Linked DNA regions of Xenopus laevis: region 2 is linked to region 1. The links are chromatin contacts, called in public Hi-C maps. All regions are on one chromosome and are shown on one strand. Each heading gives the region's core, a stretch centred on a gene start, on an enhancer-like site or on the middle of the called end of the contact. The rest is flanking DNA. Distances are from core to core; before and after follow the strand shown.

The links. A called contact is a pair of places that touch in the nucleus more often than the background predicts.
Region 2: a Hi-C map of the XL177 cell line shows a contact between it and region 1, with 2.6 times the contacts expected there. The contact joins the enhancer-like site here to the promoter of LOC108707440 in region 1. A contact is called at or near these places in 3 of 4 Hi-C or Micro-C datasets (the XL177 cell line, the XTC cell line and animal cap).

Annotation. Positions count from the first base shown.
Region 1 is chr2L:33,842,385-33,849,625 of Xenopus_laevis_v10.1, forward strand. It overlaps LOC108707440 (acrosin), which reads right to left and starts at 4,300. Exons shown (of 4, transcript XM_041581721.1): 1 at 3,807-4,300; 2 at 3,384-3,655; 3 at 3,134-3,273; 4 at 1,350-1,976. The coding sequence starts at 4,063. The coding sequence ends at 1,440.
Region 2 is chr2L:33,912,642-33,919,882 of Xenopus_laevis_v10.1, forward strand. No RefSeq gene overlaps it. Among protein-coding and RNA genes, the nearest start is that of LOC121399868, 8.2 kb to the right of the region's middle. Within about 2 kb of position 2,975, at least 1 of the 7 cell types and tissues checked has an H3K27ac peak or open chromatin away from gene starts, as enhancers often do.

The DNA.
Region 1 (7,241 bases), core at 3,050-5,549:
GCGTATGTATGTATGTATGTATGTGTGTGTATATATATATATATATCTATCCTGTATATATATATATATATATATATATATCCTGTATATTAAAAAGATATTATTACTTGGGCTCATTTTCAGTCTCAGCTGAAGACTTTAAAGGAGAACTAAAGTTCCCCGTTATCTGCCTGGCATTGCCCCACCTCCCCTCCCTATACGCACTGTGCATTAGTTAAAAAAAATCTGGTCCTAAAATGCAGAGCAGTGCAGCGGAGGTCTAGGGCACCATCTTCTGCCACTTTGTATTCTTTCGGGGCTCAATGCTGATTTGAGCATGCGCAGTTGAAGACGATTCCTGACTTGGCCCAATTGAGCATGCTCCCTCAGGTGTTGAGCCCAGAAAGAATATAAAAGTGGTGAAAGATGATGCCCTGGAGCTCTGCTGCTCTGCATTTAAGGGTCAAATTTTTTCTGACTAATGCACAGTGCAGAGAGGGGAGGGGGAGTAATAACAGGCAGTTAATAGAGACTTTAGTACGGGGGGTTTAGTTCTCCTTTAAGGGCTATGGCACATGTATTGTTCCGATAATGGCTTCTTCTTGTGGGAATCAAACCACCGCTACTCACTCCATGTGTCATTCAGCAGCTGCTAATATCACTTCCAAATGCACACTGGGCTTTGATGCCTTACACAAGTAGCACTGTCACATGATACTGACACAGCTTTAAAATACATACTATGTCCCCCCAGGGCCTAATATCCAGAAGAGTAACAATCAGTCCATGTATATAGTACAGGTATGGGACCTGTTATCCACAATGGTCGGTACCTTCGGCTTTCCAGATATTTTGGGGTCTTTAAATAATTTGGATCACCATACTTTCAGTATCTAAAATATCACTTTAACATTAAATAAACTCAATAGGATTGTTTTGTCTCCTATAAAAAATGATTCTTAGTTGGGATCAAGTAGATGCTACTGTTTTATTTTTACAGGAATTTTTTTTTATACATTTTGAATTTTTGGATTAAAATGGAGTCTATGGGAGATGTCCTACCCATCATTTGGAGCTTTTGTGAATAATGGGTCTCTAGATAACAGATCCTATACTATAGAAGCATATACTTCATTCACTTTATTCTGCCATTGTTTTAGACACCACTTCTGCTATAGTGAACTGTGGTATCAAAAAGATCCCTGAATCATCCCAATAAATGAGAAACCATTGGCTACAAATCTTTAGGTAAAAATATAGCTTTATTTATATACATTATATGTATAAACATTTTCTATAAAAGTACATATATTTGTATGTAAAAATTAACATTTTCTATAAAATTAATATGCAATTTCTATAAAAATAAAATTCTTAATGTGTATAAAAATAATTTTAACTATATTCATATAAAAAATAAAATGTAATCTGTATTTCAGATTGGACGCTGGAGGCAGTCTCTATTTAAAGAGTTTAGCTACAGCAGCCACAAGTTTTTTCAGGACTTTCTTTCCTCTGAAATCCTCAGCTGTCTGGGCATTATATGCTGAATTATGCTCTGGAGGAATTGGGGTATTTTGTTGGCCTGTGTTTTCAGCCTGATTTATTTCTGCCTCTGATTGGCTGGTTCCTTCTTCATTGTGTTCTGTACTGGCCTGGGTGCTTCTTGCATCTGGTAACAGGTCAGTCAAAGGGGCGGTAGATAACAGATTTTCCCTAAATTCTGAATTCTGCACCATTTTCCTGCTCGGGTTCATATAATGATCGGGTTTGACCAAGGGAAAGAATAGTTTTGGGAGTAATCTTTTCCCTTGAATTGTTGCTTTAACTGCCTCATTCTTTACTTTTTCAATGATCCATTTAATATGGAACTGAATAGAGCTGTAAACCCCCGGGTTTCTGGTTTTACCACAGCCTGAACCCCAACTTAGTATTCCTATTACTGAATACGCATTGTTCTTCTTTGTTCTGCACATTAATGGCGATCCTCTGTCACCCTGAAAAGAGAAGAAGCAAAATTACATAAATTAAACATGTAAAATAATAAACGGAGTGGACTAAAAACAGACAAACTCTAGAAACACTGTAAGGCCATATTCTGCAACTAGCAAAGCTGTCTTTCACTATGATAATGCTTTTAATTGGAAAATGTTGCATCAAGTCTCCTATCGTTAAGGGTGGACACAAATATACTTTAAGGATACAACTGATGAATTTGGAAATCAAATTATCCTGTGACCGTTCCAGTTCAAAAAAGAATAGGACAGGTACACGGGACCAGTTAGCAATTTTCTAACAACATGACTATTATAAGAAGTATTTAATTATAAGAATACTAAGGTGTGTAATGAAAATGGACACATCCCCCTGGGGACAGTTGCAAGCAGGTGCTCTGAATTTTAGGAAAGGGGCACAGATATTTTATTGAAACTGTGCCTTTTCCAATAATGCACCTGAGATTCCTGTCTCTTATGCCTACCCCTCATTCTGACTTGTGTATAACAGTTTTTTACATGGCTTTTTTTTTTAGTAATGTCCCTTTTTACACCAGAATTGATCTCTTGGTTACACATACACCTAGCGGGTTATTTATTATAGTTTGAATGGCACAATCTCCAAAGCGTCTAGTTTTTTTTTTTTTTCACTAGAATCTTTAAAGGAAAAAAAAACTAGAATCTTTCAAGATTTATTATACCCCAATGCTGCAAAAAGCCAGAATCCGAAAATCCACCATCTCAGACCTGCCGAAGTCCTGTATAAGTCAATGAGAGAGGCACCCCTCTCAAATTGAAGTTATCAGGGTCGTCGGTGGGTTCCAAAGTTTTCGGGCAAAAACTCAAAGTGATTTCAGTTACGCTCGATTATTTTTTTCACAATCCGATTAATTCTTATTTTTTTTAATAGATAAGGTCAAATTGAGCCTGGGAGTTTGGTCGTGTTTTTTTTTTTTTTAAATAAAATATGCGATAAATTCAGATTTTAGTAAATAACTCCTGCATTTCTGAAGAAGCTCTATAACTACTTAATATTACACAATACGTTGTGGCATTGGTGGGTGTATTCTAACAATACTATACCACACACACACCCCTTTATAAATATACCCTAAGATACTGGTTATTGTTTCAAAGTGCAATGTGTAATAACCACTTACATGGCAAACACCATCCAGCCCCTTCCGATGGCCTGCACACACATGGTTCTCTCCTACGTTCCCTTTGTAGTACAAGTTGCAGTGCTTCATATCCATCCGTTCCACTTCAGCCTCTTGCAGGAACTGAGATGGTTCATCAGCTAAAAATGAAAAAGCAGAATTACTTTACCATGGGTACCATCTGGGTATCTAAACCAAATTTATTTTATGTAATCACAAAATATAAGAAATGAAGAATACAAAGCCTTACATTTAGTTCCCTGGGCTCCCCAACCTACGACGGAGCAGTCGATCAGATTCTTCAGATCAGCAGATTCCTTAGGGAAACATGCTTGCTGGATATGATCACTGAATTCCACTTGCTTATCCAGTTGAACCAAGGCAATATCATTGCTCTCACTGGTCGGATCATATTGTTCATGTTTTATCAACTGTTTAACTCCCCGGGTCTGAGCTCCTAATTCAATTTTTGACAGGTAGAAGGTTCCAAGCAGAACTCTTAGTGGAGTTGTTGGATCATCTCTGGAAGAGCAAATCAAATGTATCACATTAATAAGTTTGACACGTGTTCCAAGACAATTATGCATTGGTCTAACAGGAAAACTTTAGAAAGGAATCATGTCATGATTGATTCTATAATATAAAGGAGTCCAGTAGCTGATTCATGACTTACTCTTTCCAGAATTTAAAGCAGTGAGCAGCTGTTATGATCCATTCGTTGTTCAAAATGGTTCCGGTGCAGATATGCTTGTAGCCAAATTCTACTTTCCTCTGGATGCTTACAATCCAGGGCCACTTTCCATCTATTGGGTATAATTCTGATACATTGGCGGCTTGTACTTTAGTATAAAATGGTGTGTTTCCACAAGCTGTTGGTGATAGAGACATATCAGTACAGGGGTCAATAAAGAACAATATAGATATAAACATGAAAAAAGCTTAAATTGAACATCTATTAACCGACTTCCATTGCTTCCAAGTGTTTTATTAAGACATTTAGGGGAGAGACAAGACAAATTTAAGGTGCATGGTGTGTATGAACTGAGAAAGACACATGTATATGGCTCTCTGTGTATTTTGTATATTAAACCTTCTGTAAGGGGGTTATTTACTAAACTCCGAATGTAAATATCTGAAAAATGTGATTTTTCTTTTATAAAATCAGACTTTTAAAAAATAAAAAAAATAAAAAAAAATTTCAAAATTTATTAAACCCCGAGGATGGAAAAGTCTGAATTAGAAAATCCGGCATCTCAGACCTGTCAGTTGCATATAAGTCAGTGGGAGAAGTCCCAAAGATTTTTTGATGTGCGCTGAGTTTTATGCAATACCCTGAAGTTTTTGGAGTTTTCGGGCAAAAGAGCATAATAAATCTTAGTTTTTGGGTGAAAAATCCAAAAAAATCATTAAAATCTGTTTTTTCCCACAAAGCAGATTTATGAGAAAATGTAATAATAGATAACCGTAAAAACCCCAAGCAGAGTTGATCGGAGTTTGTAGCAGAAAATGATGAGATAAAATCAGACTTTGATAAATAACCCGCTTAGTGTCTAATTCCATAATATATTATAAAATCCTAACTCAAACAGCCTATAACTAAAGCAGTACATAGAGTTTGTGCAGTAAATAATTGCAATTCTATAGCAGGGCCTCTAAATTAAATTAGTTTACATGCAGATTCCAACAGCTCATGCCCCATTGGCCCCATAATGTACTGCATTATCTATGTCTGTGTGCGACTAGCAAACCATGACACGCTAAACACAGCTTTTGGAGCATTAAGTCTTAAAACAGAAATTCTCAATATCAAAATAAATAGTTTGTATACTTACTGATATAGCTAGATGTTTCTGAGATGTAAAAAATTAGAATAGAAAAGAGAAAGATAAAGAGTGGCTTCATCGTTGCTCTTCTCAACTCTAAAATGCTTGAACTAAGCCAAGTGGTCTAGATACTTCTATTTCCAGTGATGACATCACAATGAAACTGTTTGCACATTATGACATCACAATGAATCTATTCCAGTGATTGTGAGGTCATGTCTTATGAAATTATGCAAACACCTGGAGGAGAAATGTACGTCATTGTGATGTCATTACTTTAACAGCATTAACATTTTAACAGCAACATTAACCCCAAGCTCACATTTCTTTTTAAAATGTTCCTCCAGTTGAATAAAACTACTAATGTTGAGATAATGTGTTTGAAAGTAAAAATTCACTCAAACTGGCTGCAAACATAAGGGTATAATAAACATCTATCTTCAATATAAGCCCAAATGGCACTTTTCTTAATATATTTTCTATACAATAGATTCATATTTTCTAAGGGAGGCCTGTTCCCCCACCAATTCATAATATTTTGCTAATAATAATAATAGGAAAATTGAAATATTCCTCATTTCCCTTAAAAAACCTCAAATTATTCCATTGTGAATTGATGGATTCTGGCTTCCGAACCCCCGCTGCTTTTGCAAAGAATCTATGGAAAGCAGAGGGACTTCAAGTCCCAAAATCCATCACTTCTACATGGTAAAAAAAGGGGATCTCTCTAAAGAGAATATAACGGACAGGTTAAGAAGAATCAGTTGGGTTGGCAATACAGTTGGTTAAAGAAGATCAGTAAGAGTTGCAGTAAAAATTATTCAACTCAAACTAAAGATAACTTTTCATGCAAAGTATTATTTTAGGGAACTTGTTTTTTCTGGGTCAGTATCATTTTAAAGGTGTTTTAATGGGTTGTCTGGGCCAATGTTTTTATATCTGCCAGATAGATGTCTTGCTGATCCCAGGCCAGATATATCTTGTTATTATAAAATGGTCTTTACCTCTTTTAACAAACAACGTTTGGTTCAAATACTGTGGGTCTGTCTCCCTTCAGTGGGTTGGGAACAGTGGTGTGGGGGGGGGGAGGCTCAGATTGAAATCCAGTTAGTCTGAGATTTAGGGAAAGTGCCTTTTTGCTTTGCTAGATACACCTAGAAATTTCAAATTTCATTGCATATTAGAGGTGTAAACACTGTATACAGACTCCTAAAACATGAAGCAACATGGATTTTCTTCTTAGGAACAAGACAACCCACAGGAATGAACTTAGATTATAATGTATCCTGCTTTGTCTAAAGATCTTTGAAATTCAGTCTCTAAAAAATATTTTCAACCTCTAAAGAACTCTAGACTTTAGTGTTTCTATTTTTGTCTAAAGTTATGTGAATAGTATTGAAATTACTAGTCACCTTAGCCGGTAAAATTATGTAATTTATACATTTGTCGCAAAAGGCATTTTCCCATAGTGTTAATACATGTTTTTTCTGTAATATGTATTTTTAATCTGTTTATCATGTAAATTCTATATGTATCTTATTTCTCTTGGACAAACAAATCATTTATGTATTAAGCATTCTGATTGGCTGTCCAAAACACTTCTCTGATTGGTGTGTTATAATTTAAATATCATTGGTTGTACAGGATATCCCTAGCCTATGACTAAGTGCCCACAAGGCACGGAATGCCTAAGGTCACCCTCTGAGATGTTCCTTTTTGCGTAATGAAACAATTTTTATTTGCGTCATATTTTGGAGTGAGGTCCAGTTTATGTGCCAGGCTATAAGTGATCAAAAATTTATGGTATTACCTCCCAAAGCTGAAGGTCTGGGGCGTGAGCATCTGGACCCGATGTTAGTATTGGTAAGTGCACCTTACTGCTTACAAGTCTACAATACTGGATATATTTCCCCTTTTCCCTTGTTACCCCCTTATCATTATAGATACATCAAGAAGCCCAGCTTGAATGTTAATTAAGGTGAAAATTTGGGTTTTAGGGTGAAAACATATGACTTGTTCGAGGTATTCCTGGAACTATGGCTGATACACCAATGTTTTCCTATTACTGTAAACATGTTATGAGCTAAGATGGGACTGACCAAAGATTGGATCTCCATTGGGAACTTGAACTGATTTAAGAAGCTGAATTAAAGTAATAACCTTTATTATAAGTTTGTGTATTTTTATTTATAGAGATCTTTTTCTAGATAACAGATCCAATACTATAGAAGTATATACTTAATTCAATTTATTCTGCCATTGTTTTAGACACCCCTTCTGCTATA
Region 2 (7,241 bases), core at 1,725-4,224, 69 kb after region 1:
CTGGCCCATTGGATGTATATTTTCTGTCCTATTGCTTGCTCCTCCAGGATTGCTAAAGTTTGGTTGTCCCTACATACATTAGGGCTCATTTATCAACACTGTGCAAATTAGCTTACGGTAGAGACCTGGACGAGTCTTTTTTTTAAAACCTGCACCCAACCTGGACCCGCTTACCCAACCGCTTCCAGCAGCAATCGCCATGTTAATGGGAAGTTGCGTCACACCTATCAATTTTCACATTGGGAAGCCTGGATTTTCTTACGTTACTCCAGGAATGGCCGTCTGTAACCCACTCCCCTGCAACAGATCGTGTACCTGCAGGCCACCCACACAGTGGGCACAAGAAGTATAATCCACGAGTCCCAATCACATTGTTACACTGGCATCCGATCTGATGCAGGACTCTTATCTTATGGGCAGTAACCCATAGTAACCATTTAGTAAGTGGCTTTTTTTCAGAAAGCTGCAGGTAGAACAATGAATGCAACAATTTGATTGGTTTCCACAAGTTACTTCCCACAGGCAAATTTGTCCAGTGTTTATAATTGACCCCCAGTATTTTGAGAGGCTGCTGAAAGCTGACACTGTTTGCACAGCAAAGGCATTGGCCGGGGCTCTTCATGGGCTTAAATCCTAGTCCTTGTTCCACAGATTAAGGTTATATTGCTTGTTTTAGGCCACATCTGGTGTCTGGTTGATACATGTTTTGATGAATAAGAATTGAAACTTCACTGGAGCACATGTGTGTACATATTAAGTTTACTTTTCACCTAAATACAGATCCGTAAAGGAGCGTAGGGTCCACAGAGATGATGAAACATTACCCACAGCTGTCCTCCCTTGTGATATTGAGGTACATTACAATTTCTTGGGGTGCCAGTCTAATTGTTAAGCTATTTTGGGACTGCTCTTCTGCAGAGAACCCCAGTATTTAGACGCAAAGATCCAGTCGTACGAATCGAGGTTTCGTATGATTTTTGGACCGTGTGTGGAGAGTCCTGACATTTTTTGTCCGTCAGAGATCGGTCGTTTGGTCGATTGGACAGGTAAAAAAATTTCTGTCGGCTGCTGATAATATCTCTGCATGTATTGCCGATCGTATGATATTCAGAGGGAGACTGTCACCAGCTTTGGTTGGACATAGATATCGTACGATTGCTGTCAGGGGCAGAACATTGGCTCATCTGTTCTTTTCTACTTTATTTGATCTGAATGTGGCAGGTCAGGAGATGGGGAAGTCCAGTCGTTCGAGGATTCAAACAATCGTATCTTTGCGTCTATGGCCAGTTTTACTCTATACTCTCATATTGTTATATAGTCTTACTTAGCAACAGTCTAATCAATCTATTCTATTCAATATCCTTTTCACAGTATGTAGTATTATTGCTTTTGTACAATATAATACTGGGTCCCAGGCATTATAGATCTCCTTTATTTATATTTTGAGGGGGAACTGTCGATTGCAATAATAATTTCCTCTCTTAGGTGCTGTTTTCCTCCCCACCCTCCACCACCACCATCCCTTGCAGATTCTGTAGAAAAGGTGCATAATCTGAACTTCTAAAGTTTGAAGAGAAACCATGATACGAGTATGAACAATTTTCCAATCACTCCCTCACCTTGTTCCATTGGGAAGTGATGGTTCTGGGACTTGAAGCCGCTCTGCTTTCCAGTTTCTTTGGAAAGTGGAGGGACTTTAAGGGTTAGTCCACACAAGGAGATTTAGTCTTCGTCTGGGCGACAATCTCCCCGAGCTTCATTTTCCGAAGTCGCCCAAAGTTGCCAGGATTGTCGCCCAGAAGAAGAGGCGATTAGATTAGACACCAGGCGACTAAATCTCCCTGAATCTCCTCGTGTGGACTAACCCTAAGGGGAGGGGGGACTACAATAAATAATATACACAATTACAATTAAAGGTGGCCATACACGGAGGGATCCGCTCGTTTGGCGATGTCGCCAAACGAGCGGATCACTCCCCGATATGCCCACCTTGAGGTGGGCAATATCGGGCTGATCCGATCGTGGGCCCTAGGGCCCAACGATCGGATACTAACGAATAGTAATGGGTGATTGGATCGCGGGACCGCATCAACGAATGGATGCGGCCGCGATCCAACAGGATTTTTCGTCCCATCTGATCGAGATCTGGCCGACTTTCGGCGAAGCCTGTCGGGGGCCCCCATACACGGGCCAATAAGCTGCCGACACGGTCTCATGAGTCAGCCTGAGGTGCAGGCCTGGTAGATGTTTGGAGAGCCACAGGGACCAAATCTTATCGAACTTTTTAGGGCAACCCCTACACAAGTATGTAAGCTGATACATTAAGCGTTTACCATTTCCACCCACTGATTCCTTTTTGGGGGTTGTTTCGATTTCCAATTAAGAGCAATAAGTCTCTTTGCTTGAATTAGAAAATAACACATTAATGCTCTTTCTGCCGGGTTAGGGGCGGTTTCCACTACCTGGTTCAGTAATAAAATTAGTGGATCAAGTGGGATTATGAGAGCCATTATTTGACTTATTTCAGTAACCACTTTTTTCCAAAATGTCTGTATGTGCCGACAACTCCATACCATGTGGATGTAATCCGCCGGAGTATGACCACATTTTGGGCAGATGTCTGGGATAAAGAATGATCCATCTTTAATTGTGTTTAATGCTAAAAACCAGAATAACTGTAATTCCCCACATATTTATACTATCACACATGGCACATCACAGTCAGTTAGGTCTTTGCTTTCACTCTCTAATCTTTATATAATAGTCAACTGCAGTGGTGCCATATAAACCCCTGTTCTGTCCCTTTTATCAGTACTGCTTTGCAAGCAAACATTTTCGGCAGATTATCTCACACAATATATTAAAAATGCACAATATCTTACAGAACCTCTGTGCCCCAGCTGCTGGGTGTGTAGTCTCTATGCCCCTGGCCCCTAGTTACCTATGTGCAGAAGTAAAAAAAAAGGTTAAGGGTTAAACAGATCTAATACAGGAGCACTACCCCTCTCCCACTAATATTTCCATCTGCTGATGCGCAGCTCCATGGCCTTCATCTGCTGACTGATAAGAGCCGGGGAGTCTGTTCCAAGGCAATATCAGTGTGATATAAAAGCTGATCCTCCCTTATCAGTGTTCTGCTCCTTCACACTCTGCCCACACCCAACCCGGCCAGACCTTGCTTACTCAAAAACAAATTATTGATAACAAGTCGTGAGCTGTGACATTACTAGTTCATCTAACTGGTAGCCAAGAAGAATATTGTGTAGGCCTGAAAAGAGTCTCCAATGTTTGGGTTTGTATTACTGGGGAGAGGGGCCCCTTTATTGCGTTATCTCCATTCTCATTTGTAGGGAACCAGATAACATCATCCACCAAAGCTCACAACACAGATTTCTTCTAGCGTGAGCACAGGCAGAAAATGTTTTATTGTTAGGTGTCGTGCACATGTTTCATTTCAGTAGTGAAAAGGGTGTGGATGTGTGCCAGATGCTTCACTTATATTTTATATTCTTTATTTATCAACTTTCTTCCCCCGAGCAGATGCTGGAACCCTTCCTGCACTACCATAAGACCCACCCTGTGTAAAGTGCAGTCGATTTGCTTTTCAAGCTGCTCTCAGCCAGTGTAACCGGTCAGTCCCAGAACCACATGTCATTGTTAGTGGGAGTGCTCGTCCCTCAGCGATCTCTCCATTTTGCCCTACTCCACAGCAAAAGGGCAGTATTTATTTCTAAGGCTCTGAAGGGATTCACAAAAGTGGAGTAAAATGTTAGTTCAGTCCAGAAAGTTATTTAATGACAAATTCACAAACCTTTTATACCTGTACCACGATCAAGTTGTGTTACACCAACCTCTTCCAAACCAGTAACGTACCTAGTGCTGCTGGTGCCCATGTGCAGGACATGCAGCCGCCCGGTAGTTCCACCACTGCTCCACATTCTGTTTCTGCCAATGGAACACCATCTTTCTAAATCAAACAATATAGAGCTACAGTAGAACCCCAATTTCACATTTTGCATGGGACCAGGAAAAAATGATGTGAAATCCGGGAAAATGTAAAATCAGTGAAATTCAGGGAGATTTTGTCACCCGGCAACAAATCGCCTCTTCTTCGAGCAACTAATCTCCTAGAAAGCCTTCCCGCTGGCTAGAATCAAAATGGCCGTCAGGGTGGCACCCGTAGCGCTTCATTTCTGAAGTCGCCTGAAGTTTCCTCGTGAGGCAACTTCGGACGACTTTGGAAAACGAATAGCTCTGAGTGCCATCCCGATGGCGATGTAGATTTTAGCCGGTGGGGGGCAGTTCGGGGGGAGATTAGTCACTCAAAGAAGAGGAGATTTGTCGCTGGGCTAAAGGGTAGTTGAAAGAGGACAAGGATTTGGCACCACTGAACTAATACCCTGCTAATAATTAATATAGAAAATGAGAACATTGTGTAGATACGAGGGTTGTCAAGCAAGTAAATCTAGAGCAACTGGACTTGCTGAGTATTCATTGAAGTCCTCATTGAAGTATGGAAAGAGCTCAGTATATAAACTCTTCCAATAATCCAATCCAGGGCCGCCATCAGGGAGGCACAGGCGGTACAAGTGGGCCTGAAGGGGGGCCTGGCAGTTTTTGAAAATCCAGGCCCCCCTTGACAGCGTCAAAGCTTTGCCACCTCCTTCCGAAGTCCCGAACAGCCACAACGAGGAAGTGCTGAACAGTCCCGAAGTGGTGAAATAACCTGAAGCCGCGAAAATAGCTGAAGCCGAAGTCCTGAAGCACCGAAAAGACCCAAAGTCACAAAAGGAGGCGAAGATGAAGTCCTGAAGCCACGAGATCAATTCTTCTGAACACCAATGTGTATTTTTTTTAATCCTCTAGCCACCAATGTATTATTTTAATACTCTATAGGCCCCTGCCACCAATGTTTTTTTTAAAAAAAATATTCTTTGGGGCCACAATTTTTTTTTTACTTGTAAGGGGGGCCCTGGCACCAATGCTTTTTTAAATAACTTTCATGGGGGGCCCTGGCAACAATGCTTTTTTTTAAATCATAGGGGGGCCCTGGTCCCCAATAGCTTTTTATAACTTATGTGTGTGTCGCGGGGTTACCTTTTTTTATTGTTGATGTCTGTGTGGTCTTTTAACTGTGATGGGGAGTGGAGGCGGGATCTGGGGTGAGGCTTGGGGGCTGGGTCGGGTGGAGCCCAGGGGGCCCCAAAAATTCCATTGCTCCAATGTGGCACAGCAGCTCCAGATGCAGTTCATTAAAGCCCGGGGCCCTTAGTTTAAATTGTATCCACATCCTCTCGAGTATCCCTTACATAAAAAAAAAATAATCAGAAATGCTAACATTTTAATAGAAACTATAGAAAAAAAAAGGCTTATTTATTAAAAAGCAGAGGCAGGGCTACCATCAGGGGATACAGGGGGTACTGCTGAGGAGTGGCACAGAGATGGCAAAAGTGCAGTTTGTGGGTTACAAAATGACATTATATGTTCATGAAAGTCCCTGTGTAAAATGTATAATGAAGCAATAGAATTCTTAATGAATCAGATAAAATTGAGCGTAGGACTGGCCAGATATGGGATGACTTTGACGTAGTTGGCCAGCTTAAATATATTGCAATATATGGACAAACAATCCCTGTTTTGTTTAAAGGGTAAGGCATTTTTCAGTAGCAGTATGCACAAAATGTCGCTGTCTTAAATATATTGATAATGGGTTGAGTGCAGAGGACTCTTGTATTTGAATTTTTTGGTCACAAGCACAACTTTAATAATATGGTTTATGTTGGTGCCAAAAAATCTATATAGGTACTACTACAAAACTAATCAGTAATTCAAAATCAAAAATAAATAAAGTTAATCATGGGGAATATACTCACAATTCACCCCAGTCCTAGGGTTTAAGTCCAAGTCAACATTTCAAAAGAGAAAAATGTGTCCCCCAAAATAATGAATCAATCAATTAAAAAATGAAAAATTTATTAGGACATCAGAGCAAGACCTAAAGCGTTTTGTGCCTGCTGGGGCACTTACTCAGAATCAAACCTATGAGTAAGTGCCCCAGCAGGCACGAAACGCGTTAGGTCTTGCTCTGATGTCCTAATAAATTTTTCATTTTTTAATTGATTGATTCATTATTTTGGGGGACACTCACATTTTTCTCTTTTGAAATGTTCACAAGCACAACTTTCCCTTGTTTCTTTTACCCTGCACATCCCACATCTTGGAAGTCCAAGTAACATTCCCTGTATAAACGAATCATTTGTGTGACTATGAAGATTTTTATTCATCATCCAGGTCATGGTATATCTAGTGTAGGTAAATCTAGAAACAACTGGACTTGCTGAGTAATCAGCTACTCATCCGAGCAGCTTCTGTGTGTGTGACAACCTCCCACACAACAATGTATATTTATATATAAACATATGATGCACCAGTTATATTTAGTGCACATCTGCCCAATCAATTTGGAGTCAACACAAAGTACGACAAGTTCTTCCAAGCAAGTATAACAGGGATAGCCAAGGATGGGATCCTGCCCAGATATGGAGGTATATATATATATATATATATATATATATATATATATATATATATATAATAAAGTACTTTCTTTATTAGGACACACTAGCTATTAAGGCCAAGGTGGGGGAAGAATCCCCTGTAGCCCAGACTGGACTCTGTTGTGAGGTTTGTGCAGGGACACACGCACACACTGTATGTTATCAGAGAAGCCACATGTAGATCTGCTGACTGCTCTATGGACATTACTCTGCCGGCACATGATAAGCCATGAAAGGATTAGCAGCTTTCTCTATCTCATGGTTTCATCCACCCAGAGCTCATGAAAAAAGTACCATTTCATCCTGAATGGGCGCAACGTACAAGGCGGCTGCTTGTATTGTGTTTAGAAACAAGCAGGTCGAATTAATTCCTATACTTCATGTAATAACTGTACAGGTATGGGATCCGTTATCTGGAAACCTTTTTTCCACAATGCATCCGAATTACAGGAAGGCCCTCTCCCATAAACTCCTTTATTAGCAAATAATTCGAATTTTTAAAAATGATTTCCTTTTTTTCTCCATAATAATAAAACAGTAGCTTGTACTTCCAAAACCCAAAATATAATTCATCTCTATTGGAGGCAAAACATTCCTATTGGGTTTATCTAATGTTAAAACATAACTTTTAATATGTTCTAGAATGGCTAATTCTAAGCAGCTTTTCATTTGGTCTTCATTGTT